Regions from separate parts of the Sus scrofa genome. Here region 1 is linked to region 2. The links are chromatin contacts, called in public Hi-C maps. All regions are on one chromosome and are shown on one strand. Each heading gives the region's core, a stretch centred on a gene start, on an enhancer-like site or on the middle of the called end of the contact. The rest is flanking DNA. Distances are from core to core; before and after follow the strand shown.

Evidence for each region. Hi-C and Micro-C count contacts between places; a contact is called where the count stands out from the background.
Region 1: a Hi-C map of liver shows a contact between it and region 2, with 3 times the contacts expected there. The contact joins the promoter of EPHA1 here to the promoter of GSTK1 in region 2. A contact is called at or near these places in 2 of 5 promoter capture datasets (fetal liver and liver), 22 of 47 Hi-C or Micro-C datasets (alveolar macrophages, blood, brain and 12 more) and 2 of 2 datasets of contacts at active chromatin or transcription factors (alveolar macrophages and skeletal muscle).

The regions. Positions count from the first base shown.
Region 1 is chr18:6,841,210-6,846,510 of Sscrofa11.1, reverse strand. It overlaps EPHA1 (ephrin type-A receptor 1), which reads right to left and starts at 3,206. Exons shown (of 18, transcript XM_003134566.5): 1 at 3,070-3,206; 2 at 1,966-2,033. The coding sequence starts at 3,154.
Region 2 is chr18:6,996,944-7,002,198 of Sscrofa11.1, reverse strand. GSTK1 (glutathione S-transferase kappa 1) reads left to right here and starts at 3,131. Exons shown (of 8, transcript NM_001315574.1): 1 at 3,131-3,347; 2 at 3,864-3,945; 3 at 4,134-4,262; 4 at 4,567-4,667; 5 at 4,949-4,984. The coding sequence starts at 3,276. It overlaps LOC106508196 (a long non-coding RNA gene), which reads right to left and starts at 3,033. Exons shown (of 4, transcript XR_001304823.2): 1 at 2,834-3,033.

The DNA of each region.
Region 1 (5,301 bases), core at 1,957-4,456, 160 kb after region 2:
ATGGAGGTTCCCAGGCTAGGGTCTAATTGGAGCTATAGCCACCAGCCTACACCACAGCCACAGCAATGCCAGATCTGAGCTGCATCTTCGACCTACACCACAGCTCACGGCAACACCAGATCCTTAACCCACTGAGCAAGGCCAGGGATGGAACCCGCGTCCTCATGGGTACTAGCTGGATTTGTTAACCACTGAGCCACGATGGGAACTCCAACTTCCTTATTTTGTAAAGGAGAGACTGAAGCCCATAGAAAGTTCATTTTTTGCAAGGGCTTTCATCACTACTCTCCACTTGGGGAAAAGGCAAGAAAAAACACCATCAACTAAAATTTGGGGTGGTACGGGCCAGAGGCAGAAGTATATGCTGCTGTGTTTTTGATTTATGTTAGGAAGTTCAAAGCTAGGACACGGGGGTATCCAAGCTGCAGCGATGGAAGGGACCTAGAGCCTGTGCTTAGGAGGAAGCAGGGATGGGGAAAGCTTGGGGTGATGGGCAGGTGCAAAGGTGGTGGGTGGTTAATGTGCAGCTCATTAGCGAGGCTGCCATGGCTGCAGCTGGGGCAGGAGCAGCAGATGTTCCCAGCTGTAACTTGCTCCTCCCAGTTCCAGCAGTGACAGATGGGGGAGAACCAGCTGCCCAGGATCTGCAACAAGGATCCTTTCACTTATCACTCTGGTTGCTGGCTGCTACATAGGTACATTCTGGGGAGCCTGCACCTGGATGTGTATGTGTTTTGAAAAGATGGAGAGGGGAAGAGGGGGGCAAGGCAGACAGTGGAAATGTGACTGCTGCTGCCTTCTTGAATTGTTTAGCCTGCAAAAGGGGACTCGCATCCGCTCCAGCCCAACCAGGGAAGAATTATTTGGGTGGGGGAAGCAGGGGTAGCCCGTGGGAGCCAGCAGATGGACCTGCAGCTCTCATTGTAGAGTGATTAGCTGGTTTATGAGATGAGGCGCCTATTAGAGCTGGCCTAATCCAGTATTTTCCAAGCAGCCTCTCCTGTAGGATACATTATGGTTTAGTCTATTAATTCTAATTACAGGCCACTCTGTGGGAGAGCTGAGAGTGGAGCCAGGACCCTAAGACTCAGAAGGAAAGCAGGCTAAGTAGCCTCAATTCCAGAAATAGAGGTTGGATTCCTACTGGAGGAGCAAAGGGAAAAGGGAACATTGGCGAATAGGGTCTAGGACCAGAATGAAGAGGTCTTGAGACTGAGTCCCAGAGGGTGTGGCACCTGGGGAGCCTCCTGTGGTGCCAGGGCCGGCTCTGCTGAGTGCAGCAACGTGCGCTCTAGGACTCACAAGATCCCACCTCTCTGCTCCCTTGGTCTTCAGAAATATTCCAGGAGGAAAGGGGCTTGGAATGCACGGTGTGGCACAGAGCTGCAGAGGATGGAGGAGGTGCCAAGGGCTCTGGGACCGCCATGGGGCAGCTTTCAACTTTGGGGGAGGGGGGCCGTCAAAGACCCTTTCAAGAATGTGATGAAAACTCCGGCTCTCCTCTCCAGAAAAAAAATGTCCCCATCCACGACTCTGAAAACCCTTTGATGGGGTCCCCGACCCCCTAAAACCTGTGCAACCCCATTGGGCTGGAGAGACCGCAGACTTTTCTGTGTTTGGGTCTCAGCCTTCAACCACCCCAGGGATGGTCCATCCTCTTCCCAGAGGGAGTAGGCGCATCTTCCTCCAGGTCCTCAGAGTATTCAGCCCTCCCTTGCTGGGGCAGGGAGGGGAGGAGCCAGCCTTTGAAATGTTCCCCTTGGGAACCTTCAAGCCTGACCGCCCCCCCCCAACCCCAACCAGGTCCCATTCAGAAGACTCTGACTCACCTCCCCTCCCCCTCCCAGAGGAGACACTTCCAGTTTTTCCTGCTCTTTTCTCTGTTTCTCCACCCACCTCACCGCCCCATTTCCCACTGGCCTTCAGCCTTGAGCCACCCTAAGTCTTACCCCCCCCCACACTTACCCCATCCTCTGGGGGATCCAGCAGCCAGCCCAGCTCTCCCTGCGCTGTGCTAGTGTCCATCAGAGTGACTGAAGGAGAGAAAAGGGGCTGGTCACCTCCGAGGGAGGAGGCAACACAAATGCAAACCACATTCCTCCTTCAGGCCCCCAGCCCCAAGGCATCAACACCCCGCTCTTAACAGCCGAGTTCCAGAGGTTCAGGGGAGGAAAACGACCCAGGAAGGAGTGAAGAGCTCCAGGGATTAGTCTGTCCAATCCCTGAGGGAAGAGGGAGAGTAGGGCAAGGGTTGGACGGCTGGACCTTTGACCAAAGTCAATGGCAGGAAGCCTTAGGAAGAGCAGCCCCAGAGAGGACCGTCAGCCTCTCAGGCAGCCCGGGGGGAACCTATCAGTAGCAGAAAAGGAAGGGTGATGGGCCAGAGAGGAGTTCAGCCTCTGGGGGGTCGTGAGCCGGCAGGAGGTGGACAAAAGACTTTGGAGGGAGTTCCTGGGTGGGGAGGTTCCCTGCCGCTGCCAAAGGGCCTGCCCTGCCTGTGATTAGGGATGTGGAGTAGAGGCACAGCAAGGGGTCTGGGAAGTCCAGGTGTTAGGGGCAGAGAGTGTGTGCAAGGGTCCACGTGGAAGGATGGACCTCTGCACCCGGGAACCCCTGCACCCCTAGTCCTAGCCCATCCCCCAGCGTCAGGTCCCTCTGTTCTCCTGCCTGGCTTGGCACAAGGCGACTCCCACCTCCGACTCCAGAGGGTTCGGATCTGTGCTTTAGGTGCCCGAGGCTGGGGCTGCCTGGGAATAAAGGATCCCGCCCCCCCCACCCCCCCCGATTGCTGGCGTGGAGGGAGGCCCCTCTGGACACTGCTTCCTCCCAGCTGCCAGAAGCTCACTCCCCACCCCCAGGAGCAAACCGCTGGCCACCAGGGGCGGAGATCACTGACCCGGGAAAGCAGCTGTTTGGGGTTAAAGACCCAAGACCGGCCAGGCCAGTCGATGGCCCGGCGGCGGGGCAAAACAAGAGCGCTAGCGAGGGGCGCGAGGAGAGGGCCTCCTTAGGAATGCCGGCTCCCGCAGGAGGGGGCGGGGCGGGGCGGGGCGGGGCGGGGGTCGGTACCTTCCTTGGCGCGCGCCCCCGGGGGCAGCAGGGCGCAGAGCAGCAGCAGCAGCAGCCTGAGCCCCGGGGCCCAACGCCGCTCCATGGCGCCGGGCCGGGACCTGGGACCTCGGCCCGGACCGCGGGGGCAAGTCGCTAGGACTGGGCGAGCGGAGCAGGGCGGGCGGGGGCGGGGGGCGGGGCCAGCGCTGGGGGCGGAGTCCGGGCCTCACCTGGATCACCTTCTTAAAGGGACAGTAGGGGAGGAAGGAAACTTGTAAAGCAGGCAATAAACTTCAAAAACCGGAGGTGTCTTGACTGGAATGAGACCGCGGGCGCCGCCTAGTGGGTGGGATTAGGAATTGACTAACCCAGTGCTAGTTCTGACCCTAAACCCAACCCTGCCTTGATGGAGCCTTTGGCCTAATTCTACCTTGGACTTGAACTACACCCTTGTATTTCTCCCTCTCCCTTTCTTCAGGGCCTAGCAAGGTAATAGACACGGGGGAAGGCAGGGTAAGAGACACATCTTGATGTTCCGGCCCGGGAGGCTTAGATGACCATACTGCAAGGGCGGGTGCAGCTTTTAGAGACGCACCTGGAAGGTGGGAAGAGGAAGCAAGCCAGCCAGGGGCACATGAGGTGGATAGACTGTCATCCGCGTTTTCAGTGGCAGAGATTGGGCAAGGCGTGAGCAAGACCCTGAAGGCAGGGAGCCTCAAGTTGCCTCTGGGAGTGGTGAATGGACCAGTTTGACTGCTGGGGCACAGGATTGTCTTGGGAACCAGGCAGAAAAGCAGGTGTGGGCTGGGACAGGGAAGGTCTTGGTAAACACGTTAAGGAGCGTGAACCTTACCACGCACTTTACAGAGCAAAGGAGGGATGGGTGAGGCCTTCTGCACGCAAGTGGTAGAGGATCTAGTGGTGTCACCCCACGGCCCTCTCACCTGTTGGAGACTGCCTTCCAGCATGTGCAATAGATGTTTCTTCAGTTTCTACTCTGCACGCAGAAAGCTCTGAAAGCTTCAGAGAAGAGTAAGACAGTCTTTGCCCTAAACGAACTCTTGTCTGAGGTGGGTAGGGGGCAAGGGCTTTATGGCAGGAGCGGACCCCAGCAGAGGCACAACACAGGGGTGACCGTGGCTCGAAGGAGAGTGATCCTCTACTGAGGAACGGCAGCCAGCTCCATTCCTGGGGCCTCTCCTTCCTACACCCCTCTCTGGCTCCATTTCCTTTGGGTGAATCATTCATAGTTTTTCCATCATTTAAATTGTTGCATGTTTTAGTCCCCCTGGAGGAAGGGAGGTGGTACATTATAGGTGCTTATTTTATTTTCAAAAATTAATACTTCTCAGAGTTCCCGTCGTGGCACAGCAGAAACGAATCCGACTAGGAACCATGAGGTTGCGGGTTCCATCTCTGGCCTCACTCAGTGGGTTAAGAAGCCAGCATTGCCGTGAGCTGTGGTGTAGGTTGCAGACACAGCTCGGATCTGGTGTTGCTGTGGCTCTGGCGTAGGCCGGCAGCTGCAGCTCTCATTAGACCTCTAGCCTCCGTATGTCTTGGGTGCAGACCTAAAAAGACAAGAAAGACAAATAATAATAATACTTCTCAGGGTTTTAAAAATATATATACAGATAATTATAAGAAGAAAATTGTTAAGTTCCTGGCCCAGTCTAGCCTCGTGATACAAATAAATGTAATCCAAGCCACTGGTGGGAAAATTCACATAGAGCAGAAAAGAAACAAAACAGAAAAGTAGAATCATCTCTCCTCCCATCCACTCCCAATTCCTGTCCCCAAAGTTACCCACCAAAGAGTTCCCATTGTGGCTCAGCGGTAGCGAATCCAACTAGCATCCATGAGGACGCAGGTTCGATCCCTGGCCTCGCTCAGTGGGTTAAGGATCCGGCGTTGCTGTGAGCTGTGGTGTGGGTCACAGACAAGGCTCAGATCTGGCGTGGCTGTGGCTGTGGCGTAGGCCGACGGCTACAGCTCCCATCTGACCCCTAGCTTGGGAACTTCCATATGCCGTGGGTGCGGCCCCAAAGAGACAGAAAAAAAAATTTATCCACCATGAATTGTGATTCACCTGGGATGTCCTCCCCTATGGACACACCATCGTATGTCTCCCCCAACCCTGGCCCAGACGCAAGCTGTTAGAAGGTATATACGGAGGGGCCATAGGCTACCCAGGCCCTGCCCCAGAGGCCTCTTTCTGACATAAAGGACTTTGGGAAGGAGGAGGAGGCT
Region 2 (5,255 bases), core at 1,882-4,381:
ATTCTATGACTCAAATACCCATGAGTCCATGGTGCTTTATTTATTTATTTATTTGTCTTTTCCAGGGCTGCACCCGAGGCATATGGAGGTTCCCAGGCTAGGGGTCTAATCGGAGCTATAGCTGCCGGCCTACACCACAGCCACAGCAACGCGGGATCCAAGCCGCGTCTGCAAACTACACCACCAAGCTCACGGCAACGCCAGATCCTTAACCCACTGAGCAAGGCCAGTGATCGAACCTGCAACCTCATGATTCTTAGTTGGATTTCTTAACCACTGCGCCATGACGGGAACTCCGAGTCCACAGTGCTTTAAGTGAGTGAATGAATGAATGAATAGATAAATAAATAAATGGTACCATTCTCCTTTCCGAAGAATTCTAGTAAAGGCAGAAATAGAAAATCACCATTAGAACATCACAGGCAAGATCCACTGATGACTGCTAAGAGCAGTAAATGAAAGTTTAAGGGAGAACAGGCTTATGCCTCAAATATCTCCCCCCCAAATATGTCTTAATTACTGTAAGGTTTTAACAAATGTCCACAGATTCTTCGATGTTCTTCCCTCCAGAAGGTGGGTTTAATCTACTCACCCCCTTCCCCTACCCTGAGATTCGGCTGCACCTAGTGACTCCCTTCCAAGGACTGGGGTCTGGAAGGGGGGACACAGTGATCACGAGTGACCAAGTGGTCACGGTCAGCATCACTGGTAATAAGTCAGGTTTATGTCAGGAACGGCCTGACTGAAGTGGAGGAGAGGGGCATTTCACTTTTGTGGTACACTTTCCCAAAATCCATAACCCCAGCCTGGGCAAGAGAAAACATCAAACCCAAACCAAAATACTTGCCCAATGCTTTTGCAAAGTGTCAAGATCATAAAATATAAGAAAAAGCCAAAAACGTGCACAGATAGGATTAGACTCAAGAGACATGACATCTAAATGCGATGTGGGGAGTTCCCATCATGGCTCAGCAGTAATTAAAACCGACTAAGATCCGTGAAGATGCAGGTTCGATCCTTGGCCTCGTTCAGTGGGTTAAGGATCTGGTGTTGCCATGAGCTATGGTGTATGTTGTAGATGCGGCTTGGATCCCAAGTTGTTGTGGCTGTGGTGTAGGCCAGCAGCTGTAGCTCCAATTGGACCCCTAGCCTGGGAACTTCCATATGCTGTGGGTTCAGCCCTAAAAAGCAAAAAAAAAAAAAAAAAAAAAAGAAGAAGAAGAAGAAAATAAATGCTGTATAGTATCCTGGACTGGATCCTGGAACAGAGAAAGGTCATTAGTGAAAAAATGGTGAAATAGGAATGAAGTCTGTAATCCAGTTAATTTCCCAGTTTTGATAGTTATATATGCACAAAATGTTCACATTAGGAGAAGCTGGATGAGGGAAATGCAGAAACTCTTTGTACTCCCTGTGTATCTCTTCTGTAAGTCTAAAATGATTTCCAGATATAAAGGTTTTAAAATAAAAGTGATGATCAACTTTTAAAATCTTATGACCAAGCTAAATTAGCTCTTAGATACTTTTAAACTAACACTGTTGAAGAAAAACAAAGTACAGTTTTTTAATGTCAATAATTTAGTTTCACTGATCATCATGCAATTAGTTTAATGTGAAAGTGGGTGAAGATAACATCATTTCTCATTCCATTTTATATGTTCTGTGTAAAAGTTTAAAGGTTTACACTGTATCCTTGTATTCTGATGGTCTTAGGGTTTTTTTTGTTTTGTTTTGTTTTGTTTGTCTTTTGTTGTTGTTGTTGTTGCTATTTCTTGGGCCGCTCCCGCGGCATATGGAGGTTCCCAGGCCAGGGGTTGAATCGGAGCTGTAGCCACCGGCCTACGCCAGAGCCACAGCAACGCGGGATCTGAGCTGCGTCTGCGACCTACACCACAGCTCATGGCAACGCCGGATCGTTAACCCACTGAGCAAGGGCAGGGACCGAACCCGCAACCTCATGGTTCCTAGTTGGATTCAGTTAACCACTGCGCCATGACGGGAACTCCCTAGGGTTGTTTTTCAATGCATACAAATGAGTGGAATCTTTGTAAGTTTTCCAATTCATAAAATTAGTAATATTAAGAATAATTTAATAAAATTAAATGGAATTTTTAAACTTGTTTCTTTGCAATAAATGTAATTCAAGTACAAGACAATATGACAGGAGTTCCTGCCGTGGCGCAGTGGTTAAGGAATCCGACTAGGAACCATGAGGTTGCAGGTTCGATCCCTGGCCTTGCTCAGTGGGTTAAGGATCCGGTGTTCCCGTGAGCTGTGGTGTAGGCTGCAGACGTGGCTCAGATCCCCTGTTGCTGTGGCTCTGATGTAGGCCGGCGGCTACAGCTCTGATTCGACCCCTAGCCTGGGAACCTCCATATGCGGGAATCTCCATATGCCCCGGGAGCGGCCCTAGAAAAGCCAAAAAAAAAAAAAAGAAGACAATATGACATATTTACAAGTACGAAGACAACAGACTATTCCTCATTATCCCTCCAATTACCGCTGCAGTAAGGTATCCTCTCCTTCGTTCAGAATATATTGGTTATCAAATATACTCCAGACATTGTGCTAAACTCTTGAGAAATACAAAAAAAATTATCATTGGGTCACTTCTTACTCTGCCCAGTCCCAGAAAGTCTTGCAATTGCCAAGTAACACTAAAAGCTGAGGTGAATCGTAATCCTTTCACTCCCCACAAGCCTGAATAAGGCAGTGTTATTATTATGTAAACCCTATTTTTATGCCTATGTTTACGAGAGAGGAGGCCACTGCGGTTCAGAGAGGTCAACGGGCTTGCCAGAGGCTCACAGCTAAGTGAGAGGCCAGCACTCACCCTTAAACTACGTCCGTTTGCCCCGGACTCCACTGCAGGGCAGGGCGGTGACCGTGAGGTGCTTGGGTCACCACACCGGCGCGCTCCGCAGGGGATATCCTCTCACCCTCGCCTCCCGGGCGCTCTCCGCTTTTCCAGGGCACCCCACAGCCAGCCCGACTCTGCCCGCTGCGGGCTGCGCGGCCAGGGCGGGGCGGGCGAGGCGGGGCGGGGCTGTCCCCCGAGCCGGGGGCGGGGCTCCGGGGAAGGATGGGCGGGGCGGGGCGGATGGGCGGGGCGGGGCCTGACCCCGGGGAGGCCGGGAATCGGGGCGGGGCCGAAGGTGGGGCCCGTCCTCACTCTGCGCCTGGAGCCGCGGCCTGGACGCTGCGCGCAGGAGAAAGGGAACGATCAACGCTCGGCTTGCTGGGCCGCGCTTGCTTCTCAGTTGTCCGGCTGCAGCATGGGGCCTCTCCCGCGGACCGTGGAGCTTTTCTACGATGTGCTGTCCCCCTACTCCTGGCTGGCCTTCGAGGTGACGCCTGGGGAGCCGCTTCAGCCGGGGCTTGGAGAGCAGAGGGAAGGGCGAGCTTGGGGCGCGGGAACCGCAGTCTTGTGAAACTCCTGGCTCTGCCCGGCGCGTTTAAGACACGTTGATAGAGCCAGGGCTGAAGGTCACTGTGTCGGTAAACAGGATACGATCGCTGGCTCCAGGGAGAGCCCTTATATTCTAAAGTAGGGGTTTCCTACAGTGAAAGAGGAACAGCTCCAGAGAATGTAGGAGAAATCCATGGCACCGCCACTTCTTAGCCCTCAGATGTCAGTTTTGCGGGGTAGCGTGCAGAACAGATAAAAACTGTCCACAAAGATCCTGGGATGGATTTCTAGGCGTAGAGAGTTTTGCCATTTCAAACCAAGCACTTTAGGGCCTCCTCCTAAGCCCTTCCCTGCACGTGTAGCCTCTGGCTGGTCATTACTACGAACCTTTCCCTTCCCTCAGCCTTTTTCACTGCCCATCTTTCACTCTCCATCTTCGCCTCCTCTCCTGCAGATCCTGTGCCGGTACAAGAACATCTGGAATGTCAACCTGCAGCTGTGCCCAAGCTTAATTGCAGGGATCTTAAAAGACAGCGGTAGGAAGGCGTTTTCTCCAAGGATTTGAGGGAAGACTGACTTCAGAGACCCATAGGCGCTACCACTGGAGTTTCATATTGGTGGCAGCAGCCAGTAATATGCCCTCTGCCCAAAGCCTGGGAAGGAGTCCCCCGGGCCTGGGACTCTTAGGTGTCTCTTACCAGTGAGCCTAACTGTCCATTTTCAGGAAACCAGCCACCAGCTATGCTTCCCCGCAAAGCTGTGTACATGAAAGAGGACATTAAGCGACTGGGACACCATCTCCAGGTTCCCATCCACTTCCCCAAGGATTTCTTCTCTACAATCCTTGGAAAAGGTGAAAAACATGGGATATAGATGGGGCATCAAGTGGGGAGGAGTAGATTTGGAGATCGCAAGGCTGGGAAGAAGAGGCTTAGGTGCTACGTTAAGTGCAACAAACCTTGGGAAAACTCAGGATAAGAGTTGAGCGAGGTTGTGGGGACGTAAGGACAGGAAGAACAGGACTAATCAGTTCCCAGAAACTTGGGTGGGGGGCTGAGGGCAATGGCGCACTGCAGGGTGTCAGGTGCAGGAAAGAGCTGGTCTTCCATGGGAAGCAGGCTAGGAGGGCCCTACTTCTGAGGGCCTCTGCCCCACAGGAAGTTTGACAGCCATGCGCTTCCTCACCACCGTGAAACTGGAGCACCCCGAGATGCTGGAGAAAGTGTCCAGGGAACTGTGGATGCGCGTCTGGTCACGGGTGAGCGCAGGGCTCTGGGAACCCACGTGCGAGGATACCCAGTGTGACTTGGTGACCTTCCCCTAGGTCCTGCCCTCCGCGTTGTTCCCTGACCTGGTGCCCTCTGGGTCCTGCCCTCCGCGTTGTTCCCTGACCTGGTGCCCTCTGGGTCCTGCCCTCCCTGTTGTTCCCTGACCTGGTGCCCACTAGGTCCTGCCCTCCGCCTTGTTCCCTGACCTGGTGCCCTCCATCACACCCCTCACTCACCACCCCCCTCATACCAAGTGTCCTCTTCTTCCCAGGACGAAGACATCACAGAGCCCCAGAGCGTCCTGGCCGTGAGTGTCCCCTCTCATGGGGAATCTGAGTACACTTGGCATTGGGTGCAGAGAGGACAAGGTTTTCTTACTGGGTGGACGAGGTCATAGTTATTTGGGGAGGAAGGATGTTTGAGAGGCCAAATCACCAAAGCATTGGAACTAAGGACTCTTGAAAGAATATTTCATGGTTGAAAGAGGAAGTGCAGAATTCTCCCTGGGTAGCATGTATTTGATGAAAGAACTTAGTGGCAGAGAGGGAATAATTGTTGGCACCTGCCAATGGGAAGAC